2 separate regions of the Pan troglodytes genome follow, and region 2 is linked to region 1. Evidence: chromatin contacts called from public Hi-C data. All regions are on one chromosome and are shown on one strand. The core of a region is the stretch at or near the end of the contact, and the rest is flanking DNA. Distances in the headings are between cores, read along the strand shown.

Region 1 (6,061 bases), core at 1,195-3,694:
GAAGAGGAGGAGGAGGAGGAGGAGGGGGAGAGAGAGAATATTTTCTGATATCCTTGTCAGCAATTTGAAAATATGGGGGCTGCCTGATACTTAGGTTAGGTGGAAACCTCGTTGGTTGAATAAGCTTTCCCAGAGAGTAATGACTATGAATCAAGGACAACCTAGAGGAAAGTCTTTTGTTTTGAACCTCAGGGACTATTTTTTAAATCAGCTTTCACTCCCGGCACAGTGAGGGAACAAGTTATAGGGCTAGGTTCCTTTTCTTAACAAAAAATCTCCAATATACATATAAATCAGACAAAAAATGGCAATAACAATAAAACTCACAAAATAAGTTTCCAGAAAAAAAAGGCCATATCATAAACTTTTAAAAATTGAAAACCATTTTAAATGTCATTTAACAGAAAGTTATTTTAATGTCTAAGTGAGATTAGTTTATCCTCAAGAAACCACTGGAGACAGCAGTTTAGATCAAAGGTGTGGCCACTTCTAACAGCAGGGAGGGAGATCCTTCCCAATGATTGGTAAAGATCCAAAGACTAAAAAACACTTGGCTTGGCCAGGGGCAGTGGCTCACACCTGTAATCCCAGCATTTTGGGAGGCCGAGGTGGGTGGATCATGAGGTCAGGAGTTCAAGACCAGCCTGGTCAAGATGGTGAAACCCCATCTCTACTAAAAATACAAAAATTAGCCAGGCATGGTGGTGGCCGCCTGTAATCACAGCTGCTTGGGAGGCTGAAGCAGGAGAATCGCTTGAACCCGGGAGGTGGAGGTTGCAGTGAGCCGAGATTGCACCACTGCACTCCAGCCTGGGCGATAGAGTGAGACTCTGTCAAAACAAAAAAACAAACAAACAAAAAACCCCGCTTCACTCTTTTACCATTTCTTCTAGCCTTGCTTCCATGCTGCATTCATTAACATGTTTCCATTATAGTCTTATCAATACATCAGGGTATTATGTTGAAATGCATTGTTGAAAAGCTGCTACTTTGGGACTATTTGCAGGAGGGATGGTGGGAGAGACTGGCCCACTGCTCCTGCCTCTTCTCTTCCATCTCAGTCACACAAAAGCACTAAAACCTTTACACCTGGAAGAACTGTCCAGCAGGCAGAGCTTACTAAGGATGGAATGGGTACAACAGTAGTGCTGAGCTTCCTGGCCCAGGATGTAATGAGATGGGGGCTTGGATGACTACATGGAGAAATGATGTGCTGGGGATTCTGGGGCCAAGCAGTGCTTAGGCCCATCCCGGAGGGTCTCTCATGATGCTGCAGCAGTGATTCTGTGAGTCTGATGCCTGGTGCACTCAGTTTGAGTCTTAGTACTTCGGATTGGGATGAGATCAGCATGTTGCTTTCATGGAAGGCTTCCAAGGGAGCCAACTGAATGGGAAGGACCTGGACAGGCAATGTTGCTTAAGCCGACCCTGCATCCCTACAGCATCACCAGGCTGAGGAGGTGGAATCTCTGAGGGGCAAGATATGCAAGATATCTTTGTGTCTGAGGGCGAAGTCTCCAAGGGAGTGGGTTTGATGAAGTTTGGGTTGGGTCTCAATCCAGCTCTGCCATAACCTAGTTGGGAAAGCTTGGGCCAAGTTACCTCATCTCCCTGAGCCTCAGTTTTCTCATTAGTCAAAGGGAGCTCTACTTACTTCGCAGGGTTTCTGTGAAGGTTACACAAGAGTTATAAAGCATCTAGTCCAGGGTCTGGCACCCTGCATGGGTCCAGTAAGTGATCTTGTATTTCATTCCTCCCTTTCAATCTCCCGTGTCAGGATATCTGTCGTTTCTCCCCTCTGGGCCTGTTTCTCTGGGTCGTTGGTGCCAGAGCTGCCTTGGGAGCTGACTTGGCAACCCCACGCTCAGAGCACAGCCTTCCTCAGCTGCACACGGTGGGAGGCGCCTGGGCAAGATTTGGGAGCTCGCCAATGCAGACAGGTATTTCCAGTCCTGCTAGAGAAGCAATGGGTGGAGGTAGAAATGGGGATGGGGGAGGAGATCGGATGAGCCCGGGACCTGGGTGGATCCCCTGGGAGGAGGGCGGGGAGTCATGCTCCCCGCCTGGTTCTCCTACCCCCAGGCTCAGATTTCAACCCTCGCTCCCGCCTCTGTGGCGCGCCCGTTCGGGGAGCGGAGAGGGTCGCCCGTAGGTTCCGAAAGAAGGACGGCAAACCAGTAGCCTGGCAAGGGGCCAGCTCCCGCAGCCCTGGAGCGCGAGCCGGACCCTGCTGCCCCTCTTGCTGGCGGCGGGAAGCGGCCCACCGGCCTTTCCACGCTTGGCTGTGCAGAGGTCCACGAGGGGGCGACCTGAGCCCACGTGCAGCCGAGCTCTTCCCTCCTGAAACTACAACTCCCAGGCCGCTCAGGGGTCCCGCCCGCCTCGCCGTGCCTCTGGCGGCTCCAATTGGCCGCCGCGGGAGGGGGATTGGCGGTCTCCAGGGCGACGGGAGGCGCTCGGGGCATCCGAGGCGGGGAGGCGGGTCCGCCCCCTATTGTGTAGCGGCGAGAGTGGAGCCGAGCGGTGCGGAGCAGGTGAGGGAGGGGGCGTACTGGAGGTATAGAAGTGGGGGTGCTGGCGGGGGCATGGAGAGTAGTGCGGAGTTATAGGGGACAGGAGAAAGCGGGGAGTTCTAGAGAGAAGTGGAATTCGTTGGGGGAGTAGAACTAGGGGAGTTCTGGGGAGTTAAGTGGAATTCTTGGCGGGTGGGTGGGAGTTCCCGGAGAACTGCAGGAGTTCTGGAGGCAATGTGGGGGAGTTCTTGGTGGGTTCTAAGAGAAAGGAGGAGTTCCAGGGGACCAGAGAATGCGAGGGAGAAAGGAATTGTTGGGGGTGGGGTATCAGAATTGTATTGTGGGCTGATGCAGGAGAATCCCAGGGAGGGGAATTCTCGGGAGGAGAGGATGGGGAGAAGTGGTTGGGGGGTGGGGAGACCAGAAGGGAGTTCTTTATAGTGCAGGAGACCTGCTGCAATTGGAGATCAGGTGCGAGAAGCTGGAATTGTGGGGGGACTGTGCGTAGTAGCGATAACTGGGAAGGGAGTAATGGGAGGATGAGGGAGTGGTGTGTGGGGAGACTAGAAGGGTGAGGAAATAGTGGAGGCCGGGGGAGTTGGAAAGATATTAGGAGACTGGAAGGAATTCTAGGGATGCCTAGTTACTCAGAGTCTCGGAAAACAACCAGGAGAGAACTAGGGGGTTCCTATATACTTGGAAAAAGGTTTTTCAGGGAAGTGTGGGAGAGCTGCCTGGAGGCAGTGGGAAGCAGGGGGCTTGGTTGCTAGTGAATTGCCAGAAGTTAGACATACAGGATCATTAAGTAGAGGCAAGGATCAGACTCTGTGGAGGATGTTTTATAGTCTGTCCTGAACTTTGCGGCCAAGAGTGGGTTGGAGGACTCAGAGCAGAGTCCACTTGGCAGTGCCAGGCCCTGGCATGGACCCTCTGGCTCTCTGAGACTGCCCTAGGATCTGTGGGGCTGTCAGAAGCTCCTACCCTCCATGCCCCAGGGTTAATTTTGTACACTTCAGGGACTCACAGGCTATTTTTGGACCATGCCTCTGGGGTTGGGGAAGAAAGAGCTTGACAAACCCTGGCACCCCGAAGATATTGGAGGGGAGTGAGTGGGAGGGATTTGGGTGAGGTCCTTGGGTGGTGGTGCCTGGCAGGGGGAGGGCTGCTTGGCAGTATCGTGAGGAAGTGGCGCCAGCTGCCAGCCCCGGGACCTGTCCAGACCTGGAGGATGCTGCCTGGATCCCCCATACTGGCAGGTGGGGGAGGCAGCTCCTTCTCTCCCAAGTGCCTGACTCACTCACTGCCAAAGCAGTGTAGGGAGACTGAATGGAGAAAGGCCTCGGGTCCTCAGCTTCCAGAGTTTTTCATACAGGCTGGGGAAATGGGACAAGGGATTGTATCGGGGTGTCCTGGGGACCACTTTCTGAGGCTTAAGGGCCCTGGATTTGCCCTTGACTGGCTCTCTGCCCCTGAGCAGATATCCTCAGGGCCCTTATTTGTCACAGAGGGGTGAAGGCGACAGCACTGGTTCCATCTTGCTGCTATACCTTGTGAGCATCAAGAATAAGGAAAGAAGCGAGAGCAGGCTAGGCCATGAGAGTCTTGATCTACCATACTTCCTTCAAAAATATTTTTCCAAGCATATAAGGAACCCCAGTTCTCTTCTGGCTTAGTTTTTCAAGACCCTCAGAATGCAGGCGTCCCCAGAATCCTTCCACATTTCCTAAGACCTTCCCAACTCTCCCAGCCTCCCCCATTTCCTCACCTTTCTAGTATCTGCATTCAGCACTCACCATTCTCCCAGTACTCCTACCCCTGCTCTTACTCCCCAGGGCTTCAAGATCCCCCCCTTCCCCCTACCCCTCACTTAACTACACTCCTCCCTCCTTTCTCTTCCCAGTGCCTTTCTCTAATGGTGGGGTTTCTTCTGGGCTCCAGTATTGGCCAACTCTGCATGTTGCCTTGTACTTTGCATTTAGATCTGGTGGTTCTCCAGAGAGCAGCTTCCTCGGGTGTTACATGAGCCAAGCCCTCACTGTACAGAAGAGTGAGAGCTGAAACCTGTTCCCTGAGCTGATCAGAAGAACATCCCTTGGCCCCTTCATCTGGGCTCCTGTGGATAGGAGGGGCTGGGTGAGCAGGCCAGCTGGGCTATGGTGTGGTGCCTCGGCCTGGCCGTCCTCAGCCTGGTCATCAGCCAGGGGGCTGACGGTAAGCTTGGCTCTTGGGCTCAAGAATGCCCTGTTAGCCTTGGGGTGGGTATGGGGGTGTTCCTCAAGGGTTCCTCTTTGAGCATGTGAGGGCAGGGGAGGAATAGGGCTGGTTCTGGAGAAGCTGAACTGGGGGTTTTCCAGTCACCCAAAGTCCTAAGGTGCCTACAAAGATACTGATGGCACTTCCCCTCCCAGCACTGACCCTGGCCCCCCGTTGTGCCCTCATGCCACCCATCATGCAGGTCGAGGGAAGCCTGAGGTGGTATCGGTGGTGGGCCGGGCTGGGGAGAGTGTGGTGCTGGGCTGTGACCTGCTGCCCCCCGCCGGCCGGCCCCCCCTGCATGTCATCGAGTGGCTGCGCTTTGGATTCCTGCTTCCCATCTTCATCCAGTTTGGCCTCTACTCTCCCCGAATTGACCCTGATTACGTGGGTAAGAGTTCTCCTCAGGTGGGAGGTAGGGAGGTATCAACAAGAAAGGTGGGCTGGGTAGAGTCGCACAAGGCCTCCTATGAACGGCTTTGTCCCTGCCCTGATCTCATCTCCAGCTCTGCTGCCTTAACTCTGCTTAATAAGCATGGCTGTGCTCCCAAGCAGTGTTAATTCATTGAAAGATTCATTCATTTACACACACACACACACACTCACACTCTTATAGCTGTGCTATTTAGGACTCCACGTGGTCTGTTCCAAAGGAGATCCTGCAGCCCTATTCCAAATATCCATTCTAATTCTGTAACTGCTTTTTCTACATCTCATCATGAAACCTCCCAGACTTCATCCTGATCTGTAGTCTCCCCTCTTGGCCCTACCTTGGTCCTGGCTCTACTATCTGCTCACTCCTCTGCCCTCTCCCCCTTCCTCATCGTCTTAAATGCTAGTTCAGGGGTTCAAATCTTCTAGGGAGTGGGCTGATGGGGCAGCAGGGTAGGTGCGGCTGTGACCTCTCTGCTTTTCCAGGGACACTCAGCCTGCTTCTGAGTAGAGAAGCACAGGTGTACAGAGAGGGTGGCTGGGGAGGGCCCAGGATCCCCAAAGGTCAGTGACTGGGTGGGGCTGGCCTGGGTTGCTGCTTTAGGTGGCACCTGTTGGGACTTAAAATCGTGTGTAGCCTCCCTGGGCGCCTTCTGCTGCACCCCAGCTGGCTCCCTAGAATGGCTACAATGGCTCTGCTTCCTCCTAATCCCGGATGAGCCTTAATCTAAGCGGTTTAGTGCCAGGTCTCAGAGGGCAGTGTGCAGGAGGCCCTAAGGACAGGTCTGGGCTATGGGGCGAGAGAGAGTCTTGTTGCCTCCTCTTCAGAGGGGAGACCCAGGAAAGGCCACCTGGGAGGATGT
Region 2 (5,883 bases), core at 3,053-5,552, 160 kb after region 1:
AAAAAAATGGGGGTGGGAGTAGATGTTACTGCAGCTGTGCCCATCAGCAGCTCATTGAGAATCAAAGTCTCCTGAATATGGAAAGTTAGCGGTGTCTATCACTGTCTTGGGAAACCAGCCAGGAAAAAGGCTGACAGACCAGGGATGGCTACCAGACATTGCTTGAAAAGGTAGGAGGTTTGAGTTGGTCCTTTCTGTCCCATTAAGATGTGTGCATCCACAGGAGACATTACCAAGTATGTTCCCACCTCCACTCCCAGAGGAAATGAAAGCCAATGACTGCATCCAGTGCTTGTTGGTCTCATGCAGCTCTCAGTTGAGGCTGATTTTGCTCCCCCAGGGAACATTTGGCAATGTCTAGAGACATTTTTGTTGTCACAACTGGGGGGAGGAGGGGTATCCTACTGGCATCTAGTGACTAGAGGCCAGGCAAGCTGCTAAAGATCCAACAATGCACAGACAGCCCCAACAACAAAGAATCACCCACTTTCAAACGTCAATAGTTGAGATATCCTGGTTTGAGGCGAATGTTCTTTTTAGATGGTGGCACGGATCATCTATCTCAGCGTAGAAAGGGAAGGGACATGGCTCGTCTGTTACCCCTTATTGGTAGCCATAGACATAAGAGGGCTTGGTGAGAAGACAAAAAACAATTGGGAGTGGAAATGAGCCCAAAGGAAGCCACAGGCTAACCCACCAGGTAGATGGAAGGATAAGGGCAGAGTTTTTCATTTCAAGCCAACTCTTACTTATTTAAAAAGCAGTTTCCTTAAGCACTTAATTATATGTGTATTTCCCTAAGGAACTCTTGAGGCAGAGGAGACTTGCTTAAATTATGGGGATGGAGGGAGTACACAGGGCTTTAATGGGGTTAGAAACATTTTGTTTCCCTTGCAGGAGCCTTGGGAGGAAGGGAAGGGCATATTCCTCTTCCACAGTGCAGAGATGTGGGGAGGATGGAGTGACACAGGAACAGAGGCAGAAAAGGCAAGGATTGGTTGTATGGCCTAGCAGGTGAGGATCAGAGTGGAGACACGAACTTGGGGAAGCTTCACGCCTCACACCTCTCTCTGTCTCTCCATCCTGGTAAGCCCTCAGACTGGAGGGGAGAGGTTCAGGAAGTGGCCCATTCACACCCTTCATGCCCTACTCCCTTCACATGAAAATACACACACACCCCTTTGGAAGATGTTCTGGTTTGCATCAGAAACAGAATGGGGCCATACTGTTGGGGGAGGGGTGGATGGGGGAGAGCAGGGTAGACAGAACTTTTGGTGACAGGCGGGTAAGGGTTTCAGTGCATCCTCTATTTGCATTCTCATTCCTCTGTTCCAGCTGGAATGCCTGGAATGTGTAGGTTTCTTCTCTTTGGGAGACATCCTCACCTGAGTAGGCTAGGTGGAGACTAAGCTTGAAGGAACTGATCACTCAGATTTGACAAATAAAGTTAAACTGGGGAGAGGGCATCTTATGGCCTTAGATTGGCAAGACTTCAGCTGATATCTCTTGTTTAAGGTTGAGTTGGACAGGGATGAACTGGGTGGTTAGTGGTGGAAGGGGGAAAGCAGCAGAAAGGAGGACCAGTTGGCTAGGCCTGTCTCTGGTCTACGATACAAAAGATGAGATCTACAGGGGAACCCTTGACTCCCCACTCTTCTATGTCTCCACTGGAACTGGGAGGCATGTCTACAATAGCATCCATTGTCTGTGGTGGACTCTATCTGTGCCCATCTTCTCCAGCAGGCTGAGCTCCTGAGAGCAGGAATTATGTCTCATTCCACTGTGCGGCCTCCAGATCTAACAGAACTCATACAGGTACGTACAGGAACTCACACATTTTATGGTGAATTTCTATCTTATTCAGCCTGCTATTGCAGAAAAGACCACAGGCAGACCTACAGTAAAGAGTCCATTGGGCGGATATATGCCATTCTTCCCATTTCTCATAAGTCAAAAGTGTAGTGGTGCTGGCAAAACGGGGCCCAACAAGGGGGCAGAATGGGGTCCAATAGGGGATAACTGGAGATAACATCTGAGAAACATGGCCAAGATTTAGAGCCCTGGAACTCTTCATTTAATTGTTAAATATCTGCTCTGCGTAACTGCCTAGATTGGCTCTGTTCTCACGTCCTTCGGCCTGAGGTTGTGGGGCAGCAGAATGAGCCAGAGAGCCCAGATGAGCTGAGCAGCACCTGAGGTTGGTAAGAGGTGACCAGCCCTGTGGAGGTGGAGATGGTGGTTATCTGTGAGTGTGACATCCAGGCTGTCTCTACCCCCAGATAAACAAGGGTGACATGTGTGCAGCAGGTGGGCCTACACGGAGGGGCCTCCTGGCCTGTGAGCATCAGAGACCTGGGAATGCCAGGAGGCCAGGCTATTCTGGACCTGAATCCTTTTCATTGACTAGCTCCCCCAGAAAACACATCAAATATTGTCAGGGAACAGATACATAGCATTTCAGCATCTTCAAGGAGTTGAAGATGTGTGTTGCTGTTCTGGCCCATCTTTCCACTTTCTAGAAGTGTTGAAGATGGGCCTCTCTGAGCTTTGCCCACCTCATCCAAAGAACAGAGATGGCCCATCTGTCTTTCCTGTATCACAGGGCTACAGTGAGGCTGAAGTAAGTTAATGTGTGGGAATGCTTTATAAAGTACCATGCAACGTGCCCTGGTTCGTAAAACTCATTTATTCAACAAAGCAGTACAAGCCTCCCCTTCAATCAGGACCTGCCTGCAGGGGTGGGCTACTTCAGTGTCTTCAGCCAATGGGAGCTAGACGGTTTAATACTTAAGTCCACTTCCCTTCATCTCTGGCCCCATCGACAACATGGGGAAGGGGAGTGAGGGCCTGGTAGAAGGGTACTAAGGCCCCTTATTTCGTTCGCTGGTAGAACTGGAAGACTGCTTTCTCCTGCTCATAGGTCTCGATGGAGCCGGGTCGTAGTCGTCGGATTTCAGCAATGGCATCTCCTGCAGCCAAGCCCCGCTCCTTCACCAGGTAACAGGCCAGCATGGTGCCAGTGCGGCCAAAGCCCAGAGCACAGTGCACTCCCACAGCCTATGAAGAGGGGGCTCGATGGGTGCCACTCAACTCCCCCACCCACAACTGTTTCCTGCCCCTCACTTGGTTCTCCCCATAGCTCCTTCTTCTGTGCCAGGTCCAGGGCTCTGCAGCAAAGTCAGGGAGGGCTGTTCCTGCACTAGGTGGCTAGGAGGCCTCTGCACTGGCTGGTTCAAGAGCTGTCCACCTCTACACAGCCCTCCACCTGTGGTGTTCAATACAGAAGACAGTAGCCACGGCTACTGTGGCTGTGTACTTGAAACGTGGCTAGTCCAAATTGAGATGTAGTGTGAAAAACGCAACAGGGTATGAAGAGGTAGTAGAAAAAAGAATGAAAATATCTCATTAAGATCACCAAAGTTAATTTTATCTGCTTCCCTGCTTTTTAAGAATGCCGTTGCTAGAAAAATTAACATTACATGGAGCCACTTAGGTTCCATTATATTTGGACAGCTTTACTCTAGAAAATGGTAAACAGCCTCCACCTGACTTCAACCCCCACCTCTCCCAGGTGTCTGTCCACACCCTTCTCCTTCACAACTCACAGTATTAGCTGGTTTTCACTGCCTCTCCTCAAGCCCAGTTCGCACTGCTTCGCCCTCTCTTTAGTTCCTTCCGTTTAGCGCTTCCCTCCCCCGCACTGGCTTCCCAGTCTCCCGGCCCTACTGTCTGCCTCCCCGAGCCCAGTTAAGTTATCCCAGGCCCGGTCTCCCCAGCTCCGCCCGTGTCCCCCGCTGACCTTCCAGGCCCCTCCCTCCCTGCGCTGACCCCGCCCGCTGACCTCTCCCCGTGCGTTGGCCTCGTCCACGATCTGCACGAAGCGGTCGATCTGGTCGGGGGCCGGCGGGCAGAAGTCGGGGATGCGCAGGCGGTGCAGGGTGAGGCCGGGGCAGCTGTCGCTGTGAGGGGGCCCGCGCTCCGTCAGGGACACCAGGTGCCGCACGCCCAGGTCCAACAGGAACTGGTAGTGGGCGGGGAGCCGCGGCAGCGCCAGCCCCGCCAGCCGGCCCGGAAGCACCCAGGAGAAGTTGGGGGGCTGCACGCCCATCGCTGGGAAAGGGCACAGGACAGCGGGTCATGGGGGCCGAGGCTGGCCAGCCCCGCTCCGCCCACGCGTCCCCTCGCCCGCTCCGAGCCAAGTAACTCACCACCTACCTGGCCTCGGCGCCTCCCGGGCCACGTGGTCTGCGGGGCGCCGCCCTCGGGGACGCTCTGCCCAGCCGCGGGGATTGGCCCAGAGCCTGGGGCGGGGCTGGAACGCGTAACCCAGTCTCTGAGCGACCGAGGGAAGCGCCGCGATCCCGCCCCGTCCGAGCAGATCACGCGGTGATTGGCTGGATCATCATAATGGGCGGGGGGTTACTTCCACGGGGTTCAACCCACTCAGCTAAGAAGGAAGACCTGGAGCGAGTTAGGAATTGTTTGCTGCGGATGGAACAACCCGGGGTCGGGCTCTGCTGCACCCTGGCGGCATGTTGCAGTCATTGCGTCACTGGCGCCTGCCCCTGCCTCCTCGCGGGCCGGCCTAGTTCTACCTCCTTCACGCTGGATGCCCTGGGGTTTAAGAGATGACAAATCGGCTTTCTCCCAGGACGAGGAGTCTCCTCTCTAATGATTGACTGGTCATTATCAACGACTTTTTGAACTGTTCCAGTAAGAGGGAATTACTGCTGCAAGGAGGCTATTCTCATTTTTTCATTGCTGGAACTATTAAAAACTTACCCAGAGTAATAATTATAGTAATAATAATAACCAGCACCAACTTCTCCTGTCAATCCAGTTGCTCCTCAGGACTTATTGAGCATTTATTATGTGCTAGATAGTCTTCTAAGCACTTAGCACATACTGACTCATTTAATTGTCACAGTAATCTTATAAGATAGGTGATCTAATGAATCCCATTTTATGGATGAAAAAACAGAGGCACTGGAGAGGTTAATAAACTTGACCAAAGGATGATGACTAATGCCTCCAAAATCTTTAATAATATCGCCATTTCCTAAAGTTAAATGGAACATTGTTTTCTCTTCACATAACCCCCTCATGTCCCCAAATATTATCTGGGTTAAACGCTTGTGGGTTTTCTTAATTTTTATTAGTATTTCATATTTCTTCATTTTTCAAGGTTTCCTAGTTCTCTGGGTCACTGTCCCCTGGGCAGGCTAGAGTTGATTAGTGTTGTTCTTACTAGGTGGGGGCCCCTAGATCTGAACACCGTTTCCACTGTCATCTGACCAGTCCATATCCTCATTTGAATAATGTGCTTCTAGCGATGCAGACTAACTGTAATTATGAAAATAGTTAACCCTTATTGAATTTGTTTATGTACCAGGCCCTGTGCCAAGCGCTTTCTGGAAGAACCACATGTGAAAGGTATTTTTGTATCTTTTTTTGTACATGAATCATTGGAAGCTTAAAGAAGTTGGTTAACTTGGCCAAGGACACAGTGATCCAAGCCCAGGGCACTTGGCCATGAGGATGTATTATATTTCCTTCCCTTTGCACCTACCTATGACACACGTCTGACCATTTAAGCCTTTGGCTTCAGCAAGATGGAAAGCAATTTGTCTTCTCCTAAAGATCAAAGCCTGCTCTGACCCTGTGGGAAATACACTTACCATTTACCCAGACAATTACTTTCCCCAGGTTCCAGGAGCTGCCAAATCTCCCCTTTTTCTCCTTCCAGACAATCACAGCCCTAATTAAGCCCTTCCTGTTTGCACTCTCATTTCCTACATAAATTCCTATCAATGTTACCAGCCCTCCCCAGTTTATTCCTTTCTCTCTTTCCTAGCCATGGCCTCTCAGCCACCAGTCACCTCT

Evidence for each region. A called contact is a pair of places that touch in the nucleus more often than the background predicts.
Region 2: a contact with region 1 is called in a Hi-C map of stem cell-derived neural progenitor cells, with 2.5 times the contacts expected there. The contact joins the promoter of DUSP23 here to the promoter of IGSF9 in region 1. A contact is called at or near these places in 1 of 7 Hi-C or Micro-C datasets (stem cell-derived neural progenitor cells) and 1 of 1 datasets of contacts at active chromatin or transcription factors (stem cell-derived excitatory neurons).

What each region holds. Positions count from the first base shown.
Region 1 is chr1:89,256,149-89,262,209 of NHGRI_mPanTro3-v2.0_pri, forward strand. It overlaps IGSF9 (immunoglobulin superfamily member 9), which reads left to right and starts at 2,445. Exons shown (of 20, transcript XM_016930213.4): 1 at 2,445-2,534; 2 at 4,493-4,724. The coding sequence starts at 4,667.
Region 2 is chr1:89,419,244-89,425,126 of NHGRI_mPanTro3-v2.0_pri, forward strand. It overlaps DUSP23 (dual specificity phosphatase 23), which reads right to left and starts at 4,303. Exons shown (of 3, transcript XM_001170819.8): 1 at 4,216-4,303; 2 at 3,842-4,110; 3 at 2,667-3,057. The coding sequence starts at 4,108. The coding sequence ends at 2,872.